Linked DNA regions of Mus musculus: all the other regions are linked to region 5. Evidence: chromatin contacts called from public ChIA-PET, HiChIP or PLAC-seq and promoter capture Hi-C data. All regions are on one chromosome and are shown on one strand. The core of a region is the stretch at or near the end of the contact, and the rest is flanking DNA. Distances in the headings are between cores, read along the strand shown.

Region 1 (4,212 bases), core at 756-3,255, 510 kb after region 5:
ACAGTATCTCATTAGGGGGAGAATAAGCAGAAATTATTCCTTCCAACTCCTCAGCAGGCCTGCCTAGGCAAACTAGCAGCTCTCCTGGTCAGATGATTGACACTCTAAAGGGTGGGATCAATAGTAAAAAAAAAAAAAAAAGCTGTAAATTTAGTCAGATTGTGCCTCCCTTCACCTAAGGCCAGAGGTAGGATTTAGATTTATTCTTTTGAGCCTTCGTTTGATTACTTTTGTTGTCACTGTAAATCAAACCCTGGTTGAAAGCTCCTTCGGGAGGAAAGGATTTCTTTGGCCTTTTGGTCCATCAAGAAAGGAAGCAAGGGCAGGAGCCTGAAGGCAGGAACTCTGGAGAAACTCAGGCTGACATCCCTGGCTTGCTCAGCTAGCTTCCCTATACAGCCTTGCCAGTTGATTTTGGTGTTCAACCTCCTGGTTGCAAGTCCCTAGAAAACCTCTATCTTCAAAAATTAAAAAATTTTTACATTACAATTCATAACAGTAGCAAAATTAAGTTATGAAGTGGCAACAAAAATAATTTTATGGCTGGGGCCCCATATCATGAGGAGCTGTATTAAAAGGGTCTCGGCATTAGGAAGGTTGAGAACCACTAACCCATCGGATCAGGAATGGCTTGGCTCTCTGCCATTGATTAGTGTCATAGTTTGGGGTTCCATTGCTGTGAAGTCACACCATGACCAGGACAACATTTAATTGTAGCTGACTTACAGGTTCAGATGTTCAGTCCATTATCATAAAGGCATGAAACATGGCAGTATCCAGGCAAACATGGTGCTGGAGAAAGCTGAGAGTTCTATGTCTTGATCCAACTGCGGCTAGGAGGAGACTGTCTCTGCCAGACTTGATCATGTGCGAGCGTGCGTGCGTGCGCGCACGCGTGCACACACACACACACACACACACACACGCACGCACACACACAGAGACCTCAAAGCCCACCCCACAGTGACACACTTCCTCTAACAAGGCTACACCTCCTCCAATAAGGCCATACTTAACAGTGCCCCTTCCCATGGGCAAAGCACAGTCAAACCACCACAATTAGCAATCAAGAAAATGCCCAATAGACAGGGCCACAGGTCAATTAGGTCCTCAATCGAGGTTTCCTCTTCTCAGGCATGTCAAGTTGATGACTGAAGGGATTATAAGGAAGAACCAGCTTGCTCCTAGTGGCCCACAACCAAGCTTATAGCTACAGCTTTTCATATGGTGTTTTAAATCTCAAGAATGGGCGAAGCCGGGTGTGGTGGCGCAAGCCTTTGATCCCAGCACTCGGGAGGCAGAGGCAGGTGGATTTCTGAGTTCGAGGCCAGCCTGGTCTACAAAGTGAGTTCCAGGACAGCCAGGACTATACAGAGAAACCTTGTCTCGAAAAACCAAAAAAAAAAAAAAAAAAAAAAAAAAAAAAAAGGTGAAAACCAGCAATAAACAAAACAAACAAACACCACATCAAAACCATCTGCTCCAGAAATGATAGTCTTAAGGCTTCTGGAACTAATTTTTGATGTTTTATGGGTCGTCGGAAGCACGTCCCCTACACTTCGCCAAAAAAAGAAAACTCATTTATAATAACCTAGACTCTGGTTTTCCGGACTTTTTGATGCAGGTAAAGGGAGGATTCTCAAATGACCCAGATCCAGCAGAGACATCAAATTTGAGCTATGATTAACGGAAAAGCACTTTTTCACCTGTGAAATACCCTTCTGAATGTAGCAGGTCAGTCCACAGGTGGAAAGAAGCTTGGATTCCTTCTACTTTGGGGGTTTCTCCGGTTTAGATGGAAAAAAAGAGACACCAGTCATTAGAGTACTCACAAAGGCAAAACAGGGGCGGGGCGTGGCAGAGGCCGGCGCCCTGAGATACAGGGGCGGGGCTGAAGGGGGCGGGCCAGGTGGAACCGCCTATCTAGTTCTCAGCAGCTTCCCCTCCCTCACTTGGGCGGGGCTTCCATTTCGCCTGACCTCGGAAGAAAGGGGGCGGGCCCTTTGGGGCGGAAGTCGCAGTGCATTGTGGGTTCGCCGGGAGCCGCGGAGTCGAACCTGAATGAAAGTGGCGCGCCGCTGAGGACCCGGGTAGAGCTGCTGCCGTTGGGGTCCGGGCTGGTTTGCTGTGGAGCTATCGGCGAGGCGGCACAGACATGGCTTACAACAAGATCCCGCCGCGGTGGCTGAACTGTCCGCGGCGCGGTCAGCCGGTGGCAGGTACCCGGGAGGGGGCTGCGGGAGGGTTCGAATCTCACTGCGCCGGCCGGGCCTGGGGGACCGCGCGCTTGGTGGTCGCCAGTCGGGACTCCCGCAAGGCGGAGGAGTGAGGACCGGAGGTGGACCAGACGCTTCTAGAGCTTAAAGTTTGTGAACCTCTTTGTGATATTTTGGAGACTGGGTCTCGCTGTCTTGGCGAGACTTGTTTTCGGAAAGAGAGTAGCTGGGTGTGAGCCTGGAAATTGAAGGAAAGCTTAAAGAGACGCGAGGCTGGATAGCGGGGGACTTTTGGTTTTGTTATTAAAAATTGACTTTTTGCGGAATGTTGCCATCTTGAGTTTGACGTATAGTGGACTCATCCCCGAACTTGCGAGCTGGGATTATAGGCTCGGGTCACTGCTTGGCTAAAAGAACAGTGACTTCAAAGTGTACAGTTTGATAGTTTTGGACCACACACATGTATTCCAGGGAATACACATGAAATAACGGAGGCACAGTTCTCTGAATCCGTGGAGACATCGCACATGGTAACTTTAAAGGACCAGGCTCCACAGTTACCAGCAACCGGGTTAGATAGCAATTAGGAACTTTGTCTGCTGGACCTAGAAGCCAAAAACATTTTTGTGATTAAAATTGAGGAAGGAATACAAGTTCTGTTTTCACAGGATTTACTCAGCTATAGAGTAATTATCGGGCAGGTGTTTGCAAAGATCTGCTAAGTCTCCTTATCGGAGTTATGAGACATAAGCGTTTCCTTTCTCTCTTTTTAGCTATCTGAACACCAGGCAAAATACAGTGAGCTGTGGCTCCCTATTGAGGAGCTAGCTGGTACCCACACTCTCTTAGAAGCCCACACCCTTGCTTTCTGGTTGTCTTTATTCTGAGTGACTCTCTTTTTCTTTTCTTTCTTTCTTTTTTCTTTTTTTTTTTTTTGTTTTGTTTTGTATTTTTTCGACACAGGGTTTCTCTGTATAGCCCTGGCTGTCCTGGAGCTCACTTTGTAGACCAGGCTGGCCTCGAACTCAGAAATCCGCCTGCCTCTGCCTACCGAGTGCTGGGATTAAAGGCGTGTACCACGCCCGGCTTTTTCTTAACTCTTGAGCTAAAACCTGTATATTAAAACTGTAACTTTTTGTTTTAAAGCTGTGCTGGGTAACACAAAGCAGGAAGTTTTAGGATGGAGCTTATGTGAAGATTTCAGCACATATAGGAAGAAACAGTTGTGTTATGCGTGGGTCAGGATGTGGTGGTTAACTGGGTATCTTTTCTGGCGTCATTTGGAATTAAATTTAGGGAGTCTCAGAATTTTTGCCACCTTCAAAATTTCTTGCTCCCCCCTCTCTTATTTATGTTGCTTTACATTATGTGGATGTAACACTTGTATGAACACTTGTACCCATGGCAGGAGATTCCAGTAAGCACCAATTATGTGGTGACAGATAAATGGGAGTGGTGGCATTCTAAGACTAACAAGGACCCACGGGCTCTGCTGCTACAGTTCGTCTCTAGACCTGGCCATGCTGACACCAAGTCATGGCCAAGTAACTTGCTTTAAACATGAGTTTTAGGAGCGTGGGAGTTGTCTCAGTGCTGCTGTTCCAGAGAACATGAAGAGTGGCGCACAACCACCTGCAGCTCCACTTCCAGGACATCTGATTGCCTCTTCTGGCTTCTTCTAGTACCTGCATACATGTGGATTATACTCATAATTATCACATGCACACACATACATAAACCTTCAAAAAGGGGAGTTTAAACATAAAACCCATACACGTTTAAATCTCATGCTCTTGGTATGTGTTCCATTCAGTTTACCTAAAACACTTCACCTTAATATACAATTTTTTTTCTTATGTAACCCACTGTGTGGCTGCCTAGAGACTGTTTGAGCATATGGACATAGGGAAAATATTATGACAGCTTCCACATAGTAGTCTTTCTATACATTGTTGTATGAAACTTCTGTAGTCCTGTTGATCTGCTTTCTGTCATT
Region 2 (4,282 bases), core at 1,013-3,512, 470 kb after region 5:
GCCTGGTCTACACAGGGAGTTCCCAGTTCACCATTACACATTACATAGTGTGCTGACTAGTTTATGCAAATTTGACACAAACTAGAATTGTTTGAAAGGAGGGAAACTCGGTTGAGAAAATGCCTCCATTATATTGGGCTATAGGGTCCTTTTCTTGATTAGTGACCAATGTAGGAAGGGCTAGCCCATTGTGGGTGGTACCATCCCTGGCCTGGTGGTCCTGGGTTCTATAAGAAAGCAGGCTGAGGGCTGGAGAGATGGCTCAGCGGTTAAGAGCACTGATTGCTCTTCCAGAGGTCCTGAGTTCATATCCCAGCAACCACATGGTGGCTCACAACCATCTGTAATGAGATCTGATGCCCTCTTCTGGTGTGTCTGAAGACAGCTACAGTGTACTTACATATAATAAATAAATCTTTTTTAAAAAAAAGAAAGAAAGAAAGAAAGAAAGAAAGCAGGCTGAGCAAGCCATGCTGAGCAAGCCAGTAAGCAGCACCCCTCCATGGCCTCGGCATCAGCTCCTGCCTTCAGGCTTCAGCCCTGGTTGAGTTCCTGTCCTGTCTTCCTTCAATGATGAACAGCAATGTAGAAGTGTAAACTGAATAAGCCCTTTCCTTCCCAACCTGCTTTTGGTCATGCTGTTTTGTTGCATGACCTAACCCTAACTAAAACACACAGTAAGACCCCATCTCAAAACAACAACAGAAATTTTTAATGATTCACTATTGACTGTCTAACTTGCATCAGCACTATCGTCAGGATGAAAGCTCTCAGCCCCATGTCTGCCTGCTGCCTTCCACACTTTCTGCCATGATGTTCCTGGACTAACCTTCTAAATGTGTAAATAAACCCCCAAATAAATGCTTTCTTCTGGAAGAGTTGCCTTGGTCATGGACGTTGCACTAAGGGACAGAAATTAAGACAGAGAGATGACTCAAAGGTTAAGAGCACTGACTGCTCTGGCAGGGACCTGGCTTCAGTTCCCAGGACCCACATAGTGGCTCACAACCACCAGGGGACTGGACCCCTCTTTTGTGTGTGCCAGGGATGCACACAAGATGCACATTCATGTACACATGTAGGCAAAACAGCCATACACATTTATTTTCCAATTGTGAGACACAGGCTTACAATGTAGTCCTGACTGCTCTCAAACTTACAGCAATCCTCCTGACTTGGCCTCCAGTGGGAGTGAAATTGAAGGTATGAACTAACACACCTGACTTAAATATACTTTTGTTAGGTTTTCTTCATACTGGAGATCAAACTCAGGGCTTCGTGCATGCTAGACAAATACTCTACCACTGAGTTAGACCTGTAGCTCACCAACTGGTGTATGATAGAAGCCAAAAAAATGCACACTGGGGGAAAGAGAACATCTTCAACAAATGATGCTGGGAAAATGGAGTGTCCATATTTTGAAGAAAAATGAAGTTATATCTATATCTGTTACTCTGCACAAAAATCAACTCTAAGTGAATTGAAGACTTTAATGTGAAACCTGACTAGAAACCCTAAGACTTCTAGAAGAAAACATGGGCAGAAAAGGAATTTATAAGTCGGACTCTGTCTGTTCAGGAATTAAAGATGACAATTGACAAATGAGCCTTCATAAAACTTAAAAGCGCCTGTACAGCACAGGGAGCAGTGAAGAGAAGAGCGAGCCTCAGAGCGGGAGAGAACCTTTGCTAGCTGCATAAAGCTGACAGAAGATTAATACCTAGAATATGCAAAGAACTCAAGAAAAAAAGAGTTAAGTAAACACCCAAGGCAAGACGGGATTGTTGAAGACACTCCATATTCTGGACACAGGAGGTGCTGGACTTGAGCTAGAACTGGCCTGGACGCTTCCTTTTCAAGGAACTTTCTGAAGATGTTATGCAAGCTCCGAAGGGAGAGGAAAAGTCTGTGATCCTACCTAACTGTCAAACTATGAACCATGGTGATGACTGGTTCAGTAAGATATCACCAAAGGCAAGCAACTGCTGCTCTGGGAGGAAACACCAGTTCTTTGCGTAAATGAGTTCCCTGATTGTTGCGGTGAATTTGGGCTACACCACTTAGTGCTCACGGTGGGTGTGGGTGGTGGGTCACGTGCTCCCAGCCACCGGCCCAGGAATTCTTCCGATGAAAGACACACACACTTTAGCCCAATTTTGAAATGCTGGGATTAGCTTAAAAGCTGAGCAGTTCTACACCTCTTGCTGCTACCCCAGGCCGATTGGGGAAGTGGCCAGTGGCCACCCACTCAATTCTCACATGGCTAGTTGGCTTTCTCTCCAGCAGCTCCTAAATCTCATTCGCCCCCCTCCCCCACACCCAGTCACAGGGATTCTCTTCTCTCTTCCTCTCTCCAGTGTCCTAGCCCTCACAAACCCAAGGGACACACCCCATCTTTCTTTGCTCAGCCATTGGCCGCTGGCATCTTTATTGATTGGTTAAAAACCAATTGAGGACAAGGACCTTCAGAGTTAGACCCAATCCCCAACACCTGAAGGGTTATCAAATCCAAGTACATTCAAGCCACACTAAATGAACTCAATAAGTTATGTAGCCGGGCAGTGGTGGCGCACGCTTTTAATCCCAGCACTTGGGAGGCAGAGGCAGGCAGATTTCTGAGTTCGAGGCCAGCATTCACACTACAGAGTAAATTCCAGGACAGCCAGGGCTACAAAGAGAAACCCTGTCTCGAAAAACCAAGACTAACTAACTAAATAATTAATAAAGTTACATATGTGTAACAACAATAAAAGTGAAGAAGAGACATGAACCTGAGAAGTTAGAGGGGAGGGGAGGTAAATACTGTGAATACATACAGTCTCCATGAAATTCTCAAAAATTAAAAATTTAAACCTTAAAAGTAAAAAAAAAAAAAAGTTTTATTTTTAAATGTTTTGTTTGCCTCTTGAGAGATCAATTGATTGATTCTTTTGAAGACAGCATCTGTCTTTCTGTGTAGCTTAGTTTCTCTTCCAAAGTTGGGATTACAAGTGTGTGTAGCCATGTAGCCCTGGCTGTCCTGGAACTCACTCTGTAGACCAGGCTGGCCTTGAACTCAGCAATCTGCCTGCCTCTGCCTCCCAAGTGTTGGGATCAAAGGTGTGGGCCACCACACCAGGCTCAGAAAGTGTTTCTTATTGTCTGATGTTTCTTAACATTACAAACCACCTTTTAGTTGCATCTCCAGGTACCCAGCACAGTGCCTGGCACTTTCCCAGTCAATATTCAGAATTGGAAAGAGTATGATGTCATGTGATACCTGTCTTGTTTGGATTCTATTCGTGTGAAAGCTGGACAGTGAAATGGCTCAACCATGAAGGGATTTGCTAGAAAGCCTGTGACCAGGGTTCCATCCCTGAGACTCCAGGGGTTCAAGGGGTCCCCTGACCTTCATGTGAACGCTGTGGCACATGTGTGTGCTTACTTGCATGTACATAGATGCTCACACATGAATGTGAAAAAATGTTTTAAAAAGAGGAGCCATATGTAGATTCTCAAATCAACTCTGGCAAGCACTTCTCTGGAAACTGTGTCAAGGGAACTGACTGAAAATGTGTTTGAAGAAAATTATAGAAAATGAGGATAATTATAGAAAATGAGAACAACAGTTCACATGAATGAAAGCATCATCTAAAACTCATTACTTTATATGCTTTTTAAAGTAATTATATTAAAAATAGAGGGTGTGACTGCCATTGAGAAGCACCTGGCCCCAGAACCTTTTATTATTTTATTTATTGAGACAGGATCTCATGTATCCCAGGTTAGCTCAGGTTAGCTAAGGATCACCTTGAACTCCTGATCTTCCTTCCTCTATCTCCCCAGTGCTGGGATATCAGGTGTGTAAGGCCATGCCGACTTGCACAGGGTTTGGAGGGTGGCTATGCTCCCGACTCTGCCCTAGCACCATACCTTGTGCCATGCTTGGTACTGGGTCCTAGACTTCACGCATACTAGGTATGGTGGTGGTTAGCTATTTGTCAGATTGACATAAACCAGGGTCATCTGGGAAGAGGGCGCGTCACATCAAGAAAGTGAGGCAGTTCTCACATGTGACTGATGTGAGAAGAGCCTGTCCACTGGGGTCAATGCCATTTCTGAGCAGGAGGTTCTGAGACACTGTGGTGGTTTGAATAAGAATGACTTCCAGAGGCTCAAATATTTGAATGCTTAGTCAATAAGGAGGGGCACTAATTGAGAAGGATTAGGAGGAGTGGCCTCTTTGGAGTAGATGTGGATCATTGAGGAAGTGTGTCACTGGGGGGGGTGGGCTTTGATGTTT
Region 3 (4,254 bases), core at 346-2,845, 410 kb after region 5:
CATTGAGTTCCTGGGATTCACCTGTCTCTGACCTCACGATGCTGAGGTCACAGGGGTGTGGCTTTGTGATGCTGGGTCACAGGGGTGTGGCCATGCCCAGGATTTTTACAAGTGGGTGTTGGGAACTCTGAGTCAGTGCACTGTAAGCACTCTTATGTACTGAGCCTTCATCACAGTCACTAGGATCATTGCACTCCTTCATACACCTCTGAACTCTGTACAGCATCGCCTGCTGCTTTGAAGAGATGATTCAACAAAGCAGTACTTTTGGTTATAAAGCCTACAACTTTGGATGAATATGATTTAAAAAAAAAAATCTAGGACACGGAGGGCTTTTAGTCTGGACCCTCAAGAGTACCAGAAAAAAACATCGAAAAAGCAATAACACATAGCTATATTAGTTACTGAACATGGTTGCTTAAGACACCGGCCAAGCTTAATGCAGTATTCCTTTTGTCAAACTATTATTTTTATTGTATGTGTAAGTGTTTTGCCTACTTGTGTGCCTTGCATCCCACTGAGGCCAGAAGAGGGTGTTGGACACCCTGGAACTGTAAGCCACCACGTGGACACTGGGAGAGGAACCCGGCCGGGTCCACTGCAAGAGCAGCAAGCGCTCTTGACTGCTGAACCTTCTCTCCAGCCCCCACCTCGAAGCTACCCCGGTGTAATATCATTTAGTCATCTGCACTTGAAAATGTTCCTGCCTCAGGCTCTCCTACAGGAAGCTGTTGTACTAAAAGAAGTACTTAGCTGCTTCAAAACAGATCTAGAAATTGTAAGAGTAGATCTATGCGCTATCAGTAATGACAGGTCTCAGTTGGCTGGCCTCCAGCTCCTCTATAGTAGATAACTTTTGACCTCCCTGCCATCACTCCTCACCGTCCTCCCCCCCCCCCCCCCCATGCCCTGGGATGACAGGTTCTGCCATAGTCTCTGCTCAGGTACTGGAACAGCGTGCATCCTGCAGGCTAGACAATCACTCTTCCATTGAGTTACATCCCTAGTCTTTTCAAGATAAGTTTCATTAAACCACCAAATGCGTGGCATTATTACACCAGCTCCACTAACCAATACACAGTACTCTCAATTTTCCTAGCATTAAACCCAGCCTGATGTGGAGCCCACTACAAAAGGAATTCTAGGCCTGAGTAAACAAGCAAACAAAAGACCCCAGCCTGCTCTCCCGTCTGGGTTTCTTTGATGCTTACCCTGTTTATTGCCTCGAGGCCTTTTTGCTTAAGCTGCAGTACTGCAGCAGTTCCCCCCACCCCCACCCCCACGCCCGTGTTCAGTCTTTCTTCCCTGAGGGTCGAGTTGATCTCTTTAGGGAAAGGCTGTGGCTAAGCTTGCATGCCCACAAGTGGCTCCCTGACCCTGCACATGGCTCTTTCGAAGCCCTGTCATGAGATCTTTTTCTGGGGCTGTTTGGGAGAGGCAGGTCTCCCTTGGAGCACCTAGCTGGCCTGCAGCGATGGGGGATCGGATCTATTCCCTAGAGGCCCGGGCAGTGGCAAGGTCTGTGCTCGCGCGGCCGCGCAGGCCCCGCGCCCCCCGCCCGCGTCTGCGGCTGCGCGGCCGGCCCGGGAGGGGGCGCGGCGGGCTGCTGGGAGCGGGGCCGCGAGAGGCATGTCTCGCTACACCAGGCCCCCCAACACCTCCCTGTTCGTCAGGAACGTCGCAGACGCCACCAGGTGAGTGGAGACCGGACCCCGCGGGGGCACGGGCCGGGGCGCCGGGTTGTCGGGGTACGGGGTGGGCAGTGGGGGGCTGTCTGGATGACGATGCCGCCCGGGTACCCCGGGTGCCGAGCTGCAAGCTGTTGGGGTGCCATTTGGGCGTCAGGGTACCGGTCTTGTGTTGGGGCACTGGCCGGGTGTTGGGAATGCTGGCCAGGTGTCGTAGGGGTGCCACTGCGGGCTGTCGGAGTATCTGGGTTTTGGGGTGTGGGCGAGGTGTTGGGGTGCGGTCGTGATGTCAGGTGTTGGCCCGGCGTCAAGGTGCGGGCTGGGTGGCTCCGGCTGTGGTGGCAGTGCTGGCCCTGGCTCTGGTGGCACTGCGCTCTGCAGGCGCCGCCCACTAACCTTCCGGAGGAACTGGGGCTGTCTCCTCCCCAGGATGCACACCTTAGGCCTTGCAATTTCCTCTGCACTGTTCAGACAGTGATTATGGCCCACATTTAATATACAAAAGACTAGTCAGTTCGATTTCTATGGTTTTCTTTGAGTCCTGGGAACAGTCTTAGGCTTCATTATGGTGCAGGAAGTCTTTATTTCCTCCATCCCTCTTTGAAAATTCTGTCCAGATGGTTGCCAGGCATAGAGCTGAAGAAATGCCCTTTTTTCAGACTAGCGCACCTTTTCCTTTAATAGGAGCCGGAGAGAGAATGGGAGGCGTGACACTAATAGACACCTTCATCTTTCATTGGAATTACTTAATCCCCCGTTCTAGTTCTGCCATCTTGGCCACCTATGGAAAAGTTGAAGTTCAAGGGTTTTAAGGAGTTACCTGGACCTAAACAGGCACAAATGTACGCAGCTCTTCAGTTGTTAGTTATCTGAAGTAATCATAATGTATGTTTTGTTTTGTTTTTGTTTTTGTTTTTGTTTTGTTTTGTTTTGTGAGAGAGAGAGAGAGAGAGAGAGAGTAGTATCTAGTCTAGGCTGACCTTGTACTTCTGATCCTGTTACCTTGGCCTCCCTCCCAAGTCCTGGCATTGCAGGTGACCCCCACCACCAAGCTGGGGATTTACTTTTAGGAGAATTAAGAACTTTAAATTTAATCACTGTAAATATTTATGTCACTACTGTAGACTGTGAGTTAATAGAATTTTAAAAGATTCCTGGGTTTTATGGTTCTTCTCTACCTGTTTATCCAAACATCCTCACACAGGAAGCAAAATTAATATTTGGGTAGGCTAAAAGCAGTTAAACAACTTGAACAATAAGCAAAAGGTCTTCATGGCATGCTTACAAAAGAAACCCGGGAGATTCCCAACCCTAGTGGCCACAAGAGCGAGGCAGAGGAATACAGATGAGTGGGGGTACCAGCTTATGAGACGTAGTAGAATGGTACAGACTGCAACAGGTGAGCATGTGTCCTCGAATGGGAAGTCACGTTGCCACCTTTTCCAGTTCTAGAGAATCAAACCCAGTCTGTACATGCTGGGCTCCCTACAGAGCTATACTTACTGGGGCATCCGTTCAATTTTGTAGCCCAACCAGGACTTGGGTTTTCCCTCTTTCTACTTCAGCCTCCCCCATAGCTGTGATTATGAGCATGTTACACACACACACACACACACACACACACACCTCAACCCCTGCTGCAACTTGCCTCAACCTACTTTCAAGAGAAGTCAGAAACCTGGATTTTTGTGTACATTGAACGAATTTTAAAACATTAGCATTACTAGCTATATAAGAGGCCAGCCTGGTGTCTCCATGAGTACAGATGCAAGTCTGAAGATCTGAGTTCTATCCCTGGGACCTACACGGTGGAAGAAGAGAATAACTACCCCCTGTTGTCCTCTGACCTCACATAAGCCACACCCACACATACCATAACTAAATAAAGGTGTGTTAAGTTGAATAGTGTGAATTACAATTTTTGTAGATCTAGAAACTATAAAATATTGGCTATTTCATAGAGTTTTCAGATGTTCAAACATTGTGCATACTAAGTAAAACACATCTGGGGGTGTTACTCAGTAGTAGATTGCTTGCCTTAAATGCAGGAGGCCTTGGCTTCCATAAATGAACAAACTAATAAAAACATGTTTTCATGTGACTACTAACCTTGGGTCCAGGTAATCCTTCACCAAGTGCAGAGACTGATAATTGGGAGTTAGTAAGTCTTTTTTTTTTTTTTAAGATTTATTTATTTATTATATGTAAGTACACTGTAGCTGTCTTCAGACACTCCAGAAGAGGGCATCAGATTTTGTTATGGATGGTTGTGAGCCACCATGTGGTTGCTGGGATTTGAACTCTGGACCTTTGGAAGAGCAGTCGGCGCTCTTAACCACTGAGCCATCTCGCCAGCCCCAGGAGCTAGTAATTCTTTTTTCTGTTCTTTCGTTGCTTTTTAGCTTGTCACAGAGAGGCAATCAGGACTGAGATTATCTTGTATTAAGAGAATAACAGTTTCTAGAATTTGTTAGTATTCATACTATGTGACAGATCCTATGTGAAGACCTTTATAAGCCAGGGAGGTGGTTCAGCAGATTTAAAACACTGTGGCCAAGCAGGGAAG
Region 4 (4,472 bases), core at 848-3,347, 490 kb after region 5:
CGTATCCATCACCAAACGGTCAGTTCTGAAACCATACATACAAGTACCATTATTCAGTCTGAGAAGGTTGTATTCATGCATTTAAGTGTGTGTGTGCTTATGCACGTATGCATGTGTGGAACAACAACTAAAGGAAGAGAAGCCATAAGTTTGAAAGAGAGCAATGTGGGTTGGGAAGGTTTAGGAGGAGAAAGGTGAAGGGGGAAATGATATGTTATAATCTCAAAAAAACCCCACAATTATTAAAAATTCTTTTCCTATTTTATATCATTCTTGGAGAGTTACTTTTGTTTTAATGTTTAAACATGTGTGTGTGTGTGAGAGAGAGAGAGAATAAGAGAGAGAGAGAGTGTGTGTGTGTGTGTGTGTGAGAGAGAGAGAGAGAGACAGAGACAGAGACAGAGACCACATAAGGGTAGGGCACACCCCACAGTGCTTGTACAGAGGTCAAAGGACAGTTTGGGGAATGGATTGTCTCCTTCCATTACGTGACTATAGGGATAAAACTCAAGTTGCTAGGCTTAGTGACAAGTGTCTTTATAGTGGAGCCATCTTGGGCAGCCCTGTTTTGATTTTAGAGCCTGACTCTTGTAAGAGGGCCCTGGCTGGCCTGGAGCTCACACGGATCCTCCAGCTTCATCATCACAGGCAAATGCTACCATGCCCGGTTAGTGAAGATTTCTAAGGACCAGGCTGCACTAGGATTATAACTCCCAGAGCCAGGTTGTGAGGGGATCTGGCTTGATAATCCCCCAAGGAGTTCCACTACCCAAAGGGCCTGATGACACACTGGGTAGAGTTGGCTAGAATATATGTAGTTTTTTTCTCCTACCATCTCAATAATTCAGGAAAGCACCCCCTTAGAGAAGAACCCCCATAGAGATGTATTTTCTGTTTCATATGGTTCCAGAAAGGTATAGAGACTCTCTCTCTCTATGCCCTGTCTCCAGAGTCTTCCTTCCCAGTCTACACAGCCAGCAACACCTTCCATGACTACAGCGATATCTGAAATGCTCACCCACATTACAGAAGCGATTAGATAACAATCTCTTTGGTTGCAGAGCAGTCCTGGGGATGCATTTGAACACAGTGCCGCAGGCTCCTCTCTGAGACTTGGCACTGCAGCTTACTGATCACCTCTTAGGAAGCCCTGCGTCTGCAATTGGGTCACCTCAACCATTTTGTATTAACTCTTAGTTTGCTGTATATGGTGAACGTACCGACCGCAAAGCTGACTCCTTACCCTATGATATCTCACCAAATATATGCTCACTTCCCCATTTTGATTGACTTTAGGCGAATGGTAGAATGAAACTTTAAATACAGACCCAGGGTCCCCAACAAATGGTGTGAAATGACGGTGTTATAACAGGAAGGGTAAAATCATTCCAACACGGCAACCGTAAACCTCACCACCACGACATGCCCTCAGTGAGTTCAGATGACCCAGTCCTGCCCTTACCATTGGTGTCTTTCTGTAACTTCCTTCCTATTTACAGTCCCCAGGCAGAAAAACTTACAATGCAACACACAACAAAAACAAAGCAAACTCACCAGGAACCACCTCTCCGGGAGCTTGCTGATCCTGCTAAGACTTAGTGTGGTGAGACTTCTCTGATTGAATCTACACCCAATCAGTCACCAGCAATGAGAAGAAACTCAGACTTAGTCGGTCTGGGTACCAGGGATTTAAAACACTGCAGCTCACTCTCATGGGTAGCCAGGACTGCACCCCAAACCAAAACTTCCTCACATGAATCCACATTGGAACAACTACAATAATATATTTTGAAATCTCTTTCTTACCTCAGCCCAAAATGATTATGATGTGGTTTAAAAAAATTACTTGTTGCAGCAGGAACCCCACTGAAGGGAGAATGCTTGTCTGTCAAGCTGGCCACGGCCCATCTGGGGCTGAGAAAGTCAGTGTAGAAGCAAATTCAGGTACATTTTATCATTCTGGTTTCGGTTTGTCAGGCAACAAGGGGCAGATTTTACAGAAAAATAATTCTTAGAAAACCCCTGATTGGTTGGGGTAGTGTTTCTAGGAGGCTGATTGGACCAAGACTGTTTCCAGGCAGTGGATTGGTCGAGTGGCTGTTTCCAGGCTGTCTAGCCAGTGGATTGCATGGTCTCCAAGGGTTACTCAGACCACAGTGTGCTAACAGGTCTTTAAAGCTTGTGTTTTGGAATAGTAATTTCCCCTATTACAAAAGCGTATTGAAGAAAATGCCAGCACTCTAAGAACACCTCGCAGGGACACTGCCCATTTCTAAAGTGCATCTTCCCTAAGGGCTGCGAGTACTCTCTGATGCAGAAGCTTCCTAAAAGGATTTTTTATTCACAGCTCAAGGGAGTGGCTTGGGCTATTCCATAGAAAACTGGGGGGCTTTTAAAAAGGTAGCCATAGGCCACAGAGTATAGTTCAACTGGTGGCTTGTTTTCTAGCTTCTCTTTCTACTTCTTAAGTACGTAAAGCCATTCTTATTTGATATTGGAAGGAAAACTTGCAAGAAAAATGTAGATTGGGCATGTTAGTTCAAGACTAATCCCAGCACTTAGGAAGTGAAGACAGGAAGGTAAGAAATTCAAGTGTGGTCTCTGGTATGTAACAAAGCTTAGCCTGGGTGGCATGAAACCTTATCTCAACAAACACAAAGAAAACGGGGGCTCCAGGCTATCCTAGTGGGGACAGTGCTTGCTATGCAAGTGTGAGGACCTGGGATTTTAATCAGTGAAGAGATCAAATTCCCAACACTGATGTAGAGATAGTTTATTCAATTCTTAGTTTAGAAAAGCATCTCCCATGTTCAATATTAGCTACTAACCTCTTATATGAGGAAGCTGCAAGAGGGCGGGGAGATGGCTCAGCAGTTAAGAGCACTTGCTGCTCTTTCAGAGGTCCTGAGTTCAATTCTAAGCAGCCTCACGGTGAATCTCGACCATCTATAAAGGGATTTGATGCCCTCTTCTGGCATGCAGGTGTGCAAACACTCAGACATTTTAAAAAAAAAAAGTATCACTAGTTTGAGAGAGAGAGAGAGAGAGAGAGAGAGAGAGAGAGAGAGAGAGAGAGAGAGAGCGTGCTTCAGGACTGAGGCAGGAGGGTCAGGATTTCTAGGTCATCCTTAGCTATATAAAGGGCATTTGAAACCAACATGGCTTACCTACCTGAGACTCTGTCTTCAGAGAAATAAGTGAAATGCAGAATTTCAGGTCCACGCCAAACCTATTGAATTAGATTTTACATTTAATGACCTCGCCAGGTGATGTTGTGCCTTTCAAGTTTCAGGGGCAAAGTTAAAACCTTGGGCCCCGAAAGGTTAATTTTTTCCCCCTTAAAATCTAATATACATATAGAGTCCAAGCTAGCCTGATTCCAGGTCTTCCTGCTCGAGCCTCTGGAGTACTGAGCTTACAGGCACGCACTGCATTACCTGGCAGTCTTCAGCTAGGTGTGACAGATGGTAGAATGCTTGAGCTGTGTGGGTGATATGGTGATAGGACACTGTGGTTGTAGAGGCTGGAGCAGGAGATCCTCCTGGATCTATAGTAAGTCTAAGTAACTATATAGGCTTGGATGTAGGTCAGATGATAGCATGTTTGCCTTATAACGTACAGAGTTCTGGGTTTTGTTTGCCTCTGTCCCCAGAGGCGAACAAAATGAGATGTGATAGAAAGCGCCTATAATTCCAGCACTCAAGTAGAATAGGGACCATCAGGAGTTCACGTTCATCCTTGGGTACTCAGGGAGTTTGAGGCCACCCTGGGACACGTGAGACTCGGTCGCAAACAAACACAAAACTTGCAAACCAGAAATCAATGAATGAAAGAAGTCCTGGTTGAGAGTCAATAAATCTGTAGTTTTGTAAAGTTGTATGTGATGGCACACACCTATAATACCAACATTTGAGGGGGGAGGGGAGGAGGAGGAGCAGGAGCAGGAGGAGAAGCAGGAGGAGGAGGAGGAGGAGAAGGAGGAGGAGCAGGAGGAGCAGGAGCAGGAGCAGGAGGAGGAGAGCAGAAGCAGGAGCAGGAGCAGGAGGAGCAGGAGCAGGAGCAGGAGCAGGAGGAGCAGGAGCAGGAGGAGCAGGAGCAGGAGGAGCAGGAGCAGGAGCAGGAGCAGGAGCAGGAGCAGGAGGAGCAGGAGCAGGAGGAGCAGGAGGAGGAGCAGGAGCAGGAGCAGGAGCGAGTTCTAGGTCAGCCTGGGAGACAGAGCCAGACCCTTCTTTTCTCAACAGGAAAGAAAACATCTGAAACCCATAAGTGACAGAGCTGGGGTACGATGAAGCTGTCCTGGCAGATTGCAGTTTTTCATATTCTCCCTGAACTGAGAAACCCGATTCTCTCAAAGTCTACAGGGTCCCATATCTATTAAGCATAGCTGTGCACACCAGCAATAATTGGTGTGAAAACTGTCTTATCTCAACTGAAAGGGAAATCAGCAGCCCATTGAAATCGGTTGAACATCA
Region 5 (4,186 bases), core at 1,511-4,010:
AACCATCTGTTCTTGGCCCTGAGCCGGGGCCCAGGTGCTTGACCACCGATATCCTGTTCGGCCCCTGTCCCAGTGCTATTCAGCCTTGATCTTTAACTGTTAATCTATAACTGAACTTCCTTGTAACTTTTGAGAACCCAGCTCTGGTACTTTTTCATGCCTTGCAAAATGGCGTTACTGCAGCTAGCTTGCTAAGCCTTATGGTGGGGTCTTTCATTGGTAGAGAGACCACCACCACCTGAGAAGACCGAGACTGTGAAGGCCCACCCAGAGCAGTCGCATCTTCCAGAGACTTACAGGGACTGGCTCTCCAACTCTGCTCTGGCTACAAAGCTGGAATCCAGTTGGGCTCACCCATCTGAAACTAAGCAGAGATGTGGAGTTGGAAATCATGATGTTCCTTCCCCCATTTAGACCCATGGTCATATTGGTCACTCATGGTCCTATGGGGCTAGCCCCAATGGCTGTATCTAAAAGTAATAGCTTTCTAAAAAATTATCTGATTTATTCATGAAGTTACTCCTAACTATGCATCTAAATGTCAGTTGGCTCTTACAAATAATAACTCTTTTTTTTTTTTTTTGGCGGGGGGTGGGGGTGGGGGTGGGGGGTTGAGACAGGGTTTCTCTGTATAGCCCTGGCTGTCCTGGAACTCACTTTGTAGACCAGGCTGGCCTCAAACTCAGAAATCCGCCTGCCTCTGCCTCCCGAAAATGATAACTTTTTAAAGCCTTTTTTAAAAAATTTATTTTATGAGTACACTGCCATTCTTTTCAGAAACATCATAAGAGGGCATCAGATGTCATTACAGACCATTCTGAGTCACCATGTGGTTGCTGGGAATTGAACTCAGGACCTTCGGAAGAGCAGTCAGTGCTCTTAACTGCTGAGCCATCTCTCCAGCCCCAGTCCTTGTATCCTCCTTGTAGGTCTAAGGATTCTGAAGAACCAGTACCTGCTCCCTCTGAGAAATCAAATATTTAAAAGCCACTAAAAAGGGGCTGGAGAGATGGCTCAGCGTTTAAGAGCACTGACTGCTCTTCCAAAGGTCCTGAGTTCAAATCCCAGCAACCACATGGTGACTTCCAACCATCTGTAATGGGATCCGATGCCCTCTTCTGGTGTGTCTGAAGATGACTACAGTGTACTCATATATATAAAATAAACACATTTTAAAAAATAAAATTAAAATAAAAGTCACTAAAAGAAGTGAGAAATGAAGTGACTAAGGTAATGTCTTTTTGTCCCGATCTTACCCTGCTTTGTGTTGGCTCAGGCACATATTTAGTCCCTTAAACCCCTTGAATCGTCACATCCATTATGGCAACACATTTGGGACTTTCCATGGCCTCAGATACATAATCAAAATATCTTCTGGTTGTGTAGTCAAAACAAATACTACCATATTCCTGACTTACACCTGACAATGATGGCATTGCGTCTTTTGTCTTTAAAAAGACTGTACGCTGAGCTTTGGCGCTGAGAGTTATTTGAGGCAAGAACCTACTCTCAGTCAATTAAGTAACACTGCATTGACCTTCAAAGCTTTCCTACTCAAAGTATAAATCTTTGAGACAGGGAGTATATATCTATATGACAACATTGCCTGTGGCTAACATGAGTGTAGAGAAAAGAATGTACAAAATACCTGTTCTCGGTGCCCAATTTAGACCCAGCACTAATTATGAATCTTATAAATATCCCCAGGTGATGTGGAAATTAGCTCAGTGCCTTTCCAAGGGTCATAGAAAATATCCTAACAAGAAACTACTGGATCTGCCAGAACAACAACATAAAAAGCAAAATTTATAGCTTGATACCTGGCCGAGATAAAACAAGACTGATCGAATTATTTAGACAATAAAAGACCCTGCATTCAAAAAGATTACTACAATGACCTGAGAAAGTCATGAATTATTTAATAAATGATCTTGAATTTTTAGTCTAGTGGCTGGAAAAGAACTTAGATCCATAGTGTGTCATAAATGAAAATAACTTACGTGGAGTAAATATAAAACTGATCATAATAATACACTTTTACAACAGCTGTGAGTAGAAGACAATATTGTAAAGTCTCAAAAGAAACAAATATGTTAGCCGGGCATGGTGGCGCACGCCTTTAATCCCAGCACTTGGGAGGCAGAGGCAGGCGGATTTCTGAGTTTGAGGTCAGCCTGGTCTACAGAGCGAGTTCCAGGACAGCCAGGGCTACACAGAGAAACCCTGTCTCGAAAAACCAAAAAAAGAAACAAATATGTTAATGTAGAGTTAAAGCTCTCTATATAAAGAAATTATCCAAGGGCCATTGAAATGGCTCAGACATTAAAGGTGCTTTGCCCCAAACCTGATGATACAGGTTTGATCCCCAACGTCCCATGTTAGAGAAAAATTGAAAAACCAAAACAAAACACGAGAAGCAGATTCAATAACCTGACTTCTGGGTATGTGATGTGGGGGACAAAAACAAAAAAGCGAGAGGGCACACGAGTAGGGAAAGCGCACGGAGTCGCAACGATCGAGGCGACCTGCGTGCTGTAGGATAAAGTGTAGAGAAAAAGAGAAGCTTCCAGGATGCAAACGGAATTTGCCAGCATAATGGCGGTCTTCTCAGTTATACACAGCAAGGGTGCTCAAAAGGCACACATTTTCTCCCCTCCCGTAAAAGCGACCGAGCTCCTGGGTTCTCCGCGGAAAACCCAGGACTCGCGCATCCGTCTCCTCCTTCCGCTTCCGTGACCAGGGTGCCCGAGGGCCACTTCCGCTCCTGAGCCGCAGCAGCTTCCGTGGGCAACATGGCGGCATCCCGCTTGCCTCCCGCAGCCCTGACGCTGAAGCAGGTACTGCTGATCTCTCAGCCCCGCGGAGGTGTCCTGTGTGGTCGCGCTCCCCCTGCGACCTGGCTCGCCGCGGCCACCGCGGGCCTCGGCCGACAGCCTCAGCCTCCCGAGGGCGGAGCTGCTAGGCGTGCCCCGCCCTCGCAAGCCGCCCGCCCGCCGGTCCGCAAGGATTCTCTCTTGTTCTGTTTGCTAGCGAGGACCAAAGGGCTATTTCTGCTTGCTGAGTGGAGCCGGCTGGTTTGTGGTAACTTGTCTTTCTCCTTCCCTTGAGCAGTTCATGAGAAGGCAGCAAGTTCTCCTCCTCTACAGAAAGATTTTGCGAGCGATTAGGCAAGTTCCAAGTGATTCTGACCGAAAATACCTTCAGGATTGGGCCAGGGAAGAATTTAAAAGAAACAAAAGTGCCACAGAAGAGGTGAGAGCAAGACCACGCTGGGGCCACGGCTCCTTTGTCCCATTGTATCACTGAGCTTGTGAAGTTTAGCGAACACCTTGGAATATGCCACAGAGAATTTGCTCACTGCCCACTGGGTATTTTACATTTGTTTTGCAGCACATCTGGCTTTGTATTGTGTAGCCTAGCGTCCAGCTTTCCACTTCACACTACTGTTTTTTTTTGGGGGGGGGGGGTGGATGGGGGGAGTGCCTTTTGGTGACAGGATTGAATGTAGTGCCTTGGGCATTGGTAAGCCCACAGCTACAACCTGTAACAGCCACTGTTGGTTCTTGACTGTACCAGATACAATAATAGAACTTTGCCGTGGTTAAGCTGGTAAAACAATGACTAGATTGTCCTTTCCTCCACAGGATACAATCCGAATGATGATAACCCAAGGCAATATGCAGCTAAAGGAACTAGAAAGGACGCTTGCCTTAGCCAACTCGTAACTGGAAGATTTTTCATGTGTTTTGCACAGGCTCCGAGCCACTGTCATAGAGCACCCAAAAAGGTGATAATCACTCTGATCAAGAATATAAGTGAAGCGTGTTAATATTTCCACTACAGTCCGTGGCTGTAATAATTAAACGTGAACTAATGTCAAGATGAGAGGTTGGAATCCTCAATTGCTCAGAGGGAAGGTGAAATGGCAGCCCCTTTGAAAAACAGACGACTAGTTAGCAATTCTTAGAAAGGCAATGAGGACAGGGCTGGTAAAGATAGCTCCTCATGAAGACTCTTGCTGCCAAGGACAGAAGTTTGGTCCCTGTGACACTCATATCGTGGAAAAAAAAAAAAAACCACTCCAGAAAGTTGCCCTCCGACCTCCACACAGGCACTGTGGCACACAAACCAAAATGAGTGTATGTTGTGATGTGATCACAAGCTGTTACAAAGTCAGATGCAGGAC

The links. Promoter capture Hi-C pulls out the DNA fragments that hold promoters and counts their contacts. ChIA-PET counts read pairs in DNA pulled down with a chosen protein or histone mark. HiChIP or PLAC-seq counts read pairs in DNA pulled down with a chosen protein or histone mark.
Region 1: a contact with region 5 is called in an H3K27ac HiChIP or PLAC-seq map of trophoblast stem cells, with 15 times the contacts expected there. The contact joins the promoter of Rngtt here to the promoter of Lyrm2 in region 5. A contact is called at or near these places in 15 of 39 promoter capture datasets (the 3T3-L1 cell line, the C10 cell line, cranial neural crest and 8 more), 5 of 484 Hi-C or Micro-C datasets (the AML12 cell line, CD8 T cells, memory CD8 T cells and 2 more), 6 of 115 datasets of contacts at active chromatin or transcription factors (bone marrow-derived macrophages, embryonic stem cells, forebrain and 3 more) and 1 of 9 other capture datasets (liver).
Region 2: a contact with region 5 is called in an H3K27ac HiChIP or PLAC-seq map of embryonic stem cells, with 2.9 times the contacts expected there. The contact joins the enhancer-like site here to the promoter of Lyrm2 in region 5. A contact is called at or near these places in 6 of 39 promoter capture datasets (the C10 cell line, cranial neural crest, embryonic stem cells and 3 more), 7 of 115 datasets of contacts at active chromatin or transcription factors (bone marrow-derived macrophages, differentiating embryonic stem cells, embryonic stem cells and 2 more) and 1 of 9 other capture datasets (liver).
Region 3: a contact with region 5 is called in an RNA polymerase II ChIA-PET map of memory CD8 T cells, with 134 read pairs. The contact joins the promoter of Srsf12 here to the promoter of Lyrm2 in region 5. A contact is called at or near these places in 9 of 39 promoter capture datasets (the C10 cell line, the HPC-7 cell line, cranial neural crest and 6 more), 1 of 484 Hi-C or Micro-C datasets (embryonic stem cells) and 7 of 115 datasets of contacts at active chromatin or transcription factors (bone marrow-derived macrophages, embryonic stem cells, large pre-B cells and 2 more).
Region 4: a promoter capture Hi-C map of liver shows a contact between it and region 5. The contact joins the enhancer-like site here to the promoter of Lyrm2 in region 5. A contact is called at or near these places in 11 of 39 promoter capture datasets (the 3T3-L1 cell line, the C10 cell line, the HPC-7 cell line and 7 more), 7 of 115 datasets of contacts at active chromatin or transcription factors (bone marrow-derived macrophages, differentiating embryonic stem cells, embryonic stem cells and 1 more) and 1 of 9 other capture datasets (macrophages).

The regions. Positions count from the first base shown.
Region 1 is chr4:33,308,306-33,312,517 of GRCm38.p6, forward strand. It overlaps Rngtt (RNA guanylyltransferase and 5'-phosphatase), which reads left to right and starts at 2,006. Exons shown (of 16, transcript NM_011884.3): 1 at 2,006-2,219. The coding sequence starts at 2,156.
Region 2 is chr4:33,263,174-33,267,455 of GRCm38.p6, forward strand. No RefSeq gene overlaps it. Among named protein-coding and RNA genes, the nearest start is that of Pnrc1, 17 kb to the left of the region's middle. Within about 2 kb of position 2,263, at least 26 of the 459 cell types and tissues checked have an H3K27ac peak or open chromatin away from gene starts, as enhancers often do. A contact at or near this core is called in bone marrow-derived macrophages, differentiating embryonic stem cells and embryonic stem cells, where this site is marked.
Region 3 is chr4:33,207,677-33,211,930 of GRCm38.p6, forward strand. Srsf12 (serine and arginine-rich splicing factor 12) reads left to right here and starts at 1,596. Exons shown (of 5, transcript NM_001372518.1): 1 at 1,596-1,694. The coding sequence starts at 1,630.
Region 4 is chr4:33,288,189-33,292,660 of GRCm38.p6, forward strand. No RefSeq gene overlaps it. Among named protein-coding and RNA genes, the nearest start is that of Rngtt, 20 kb to the right of the region's middle. Within about 2 kb of position 2,098, at least 183 of the 459 cell types and tissues checked have an H3K27ac peak or open chromatin away from gene starts, as enhancers often do. A contact at or near this core is called in bone marrow-derived macrophages, hippocampal neurons and liver, where this site is marked.
Region 5 is chr4:32,797,499-32,801,684 of GRCm38.p6, forward strand. It overlaps Lyrm2 (LYR motif containing 2), which reads left to right and starts at 2,761. Exons shown (of 3, transcript NM_175364.4): 1 at 2,761-2,837; 2 at 3,112-3,252; 3 at 3,645-4,186. The coding sequence starts at 2,793. The coding sequence ends at 3,725.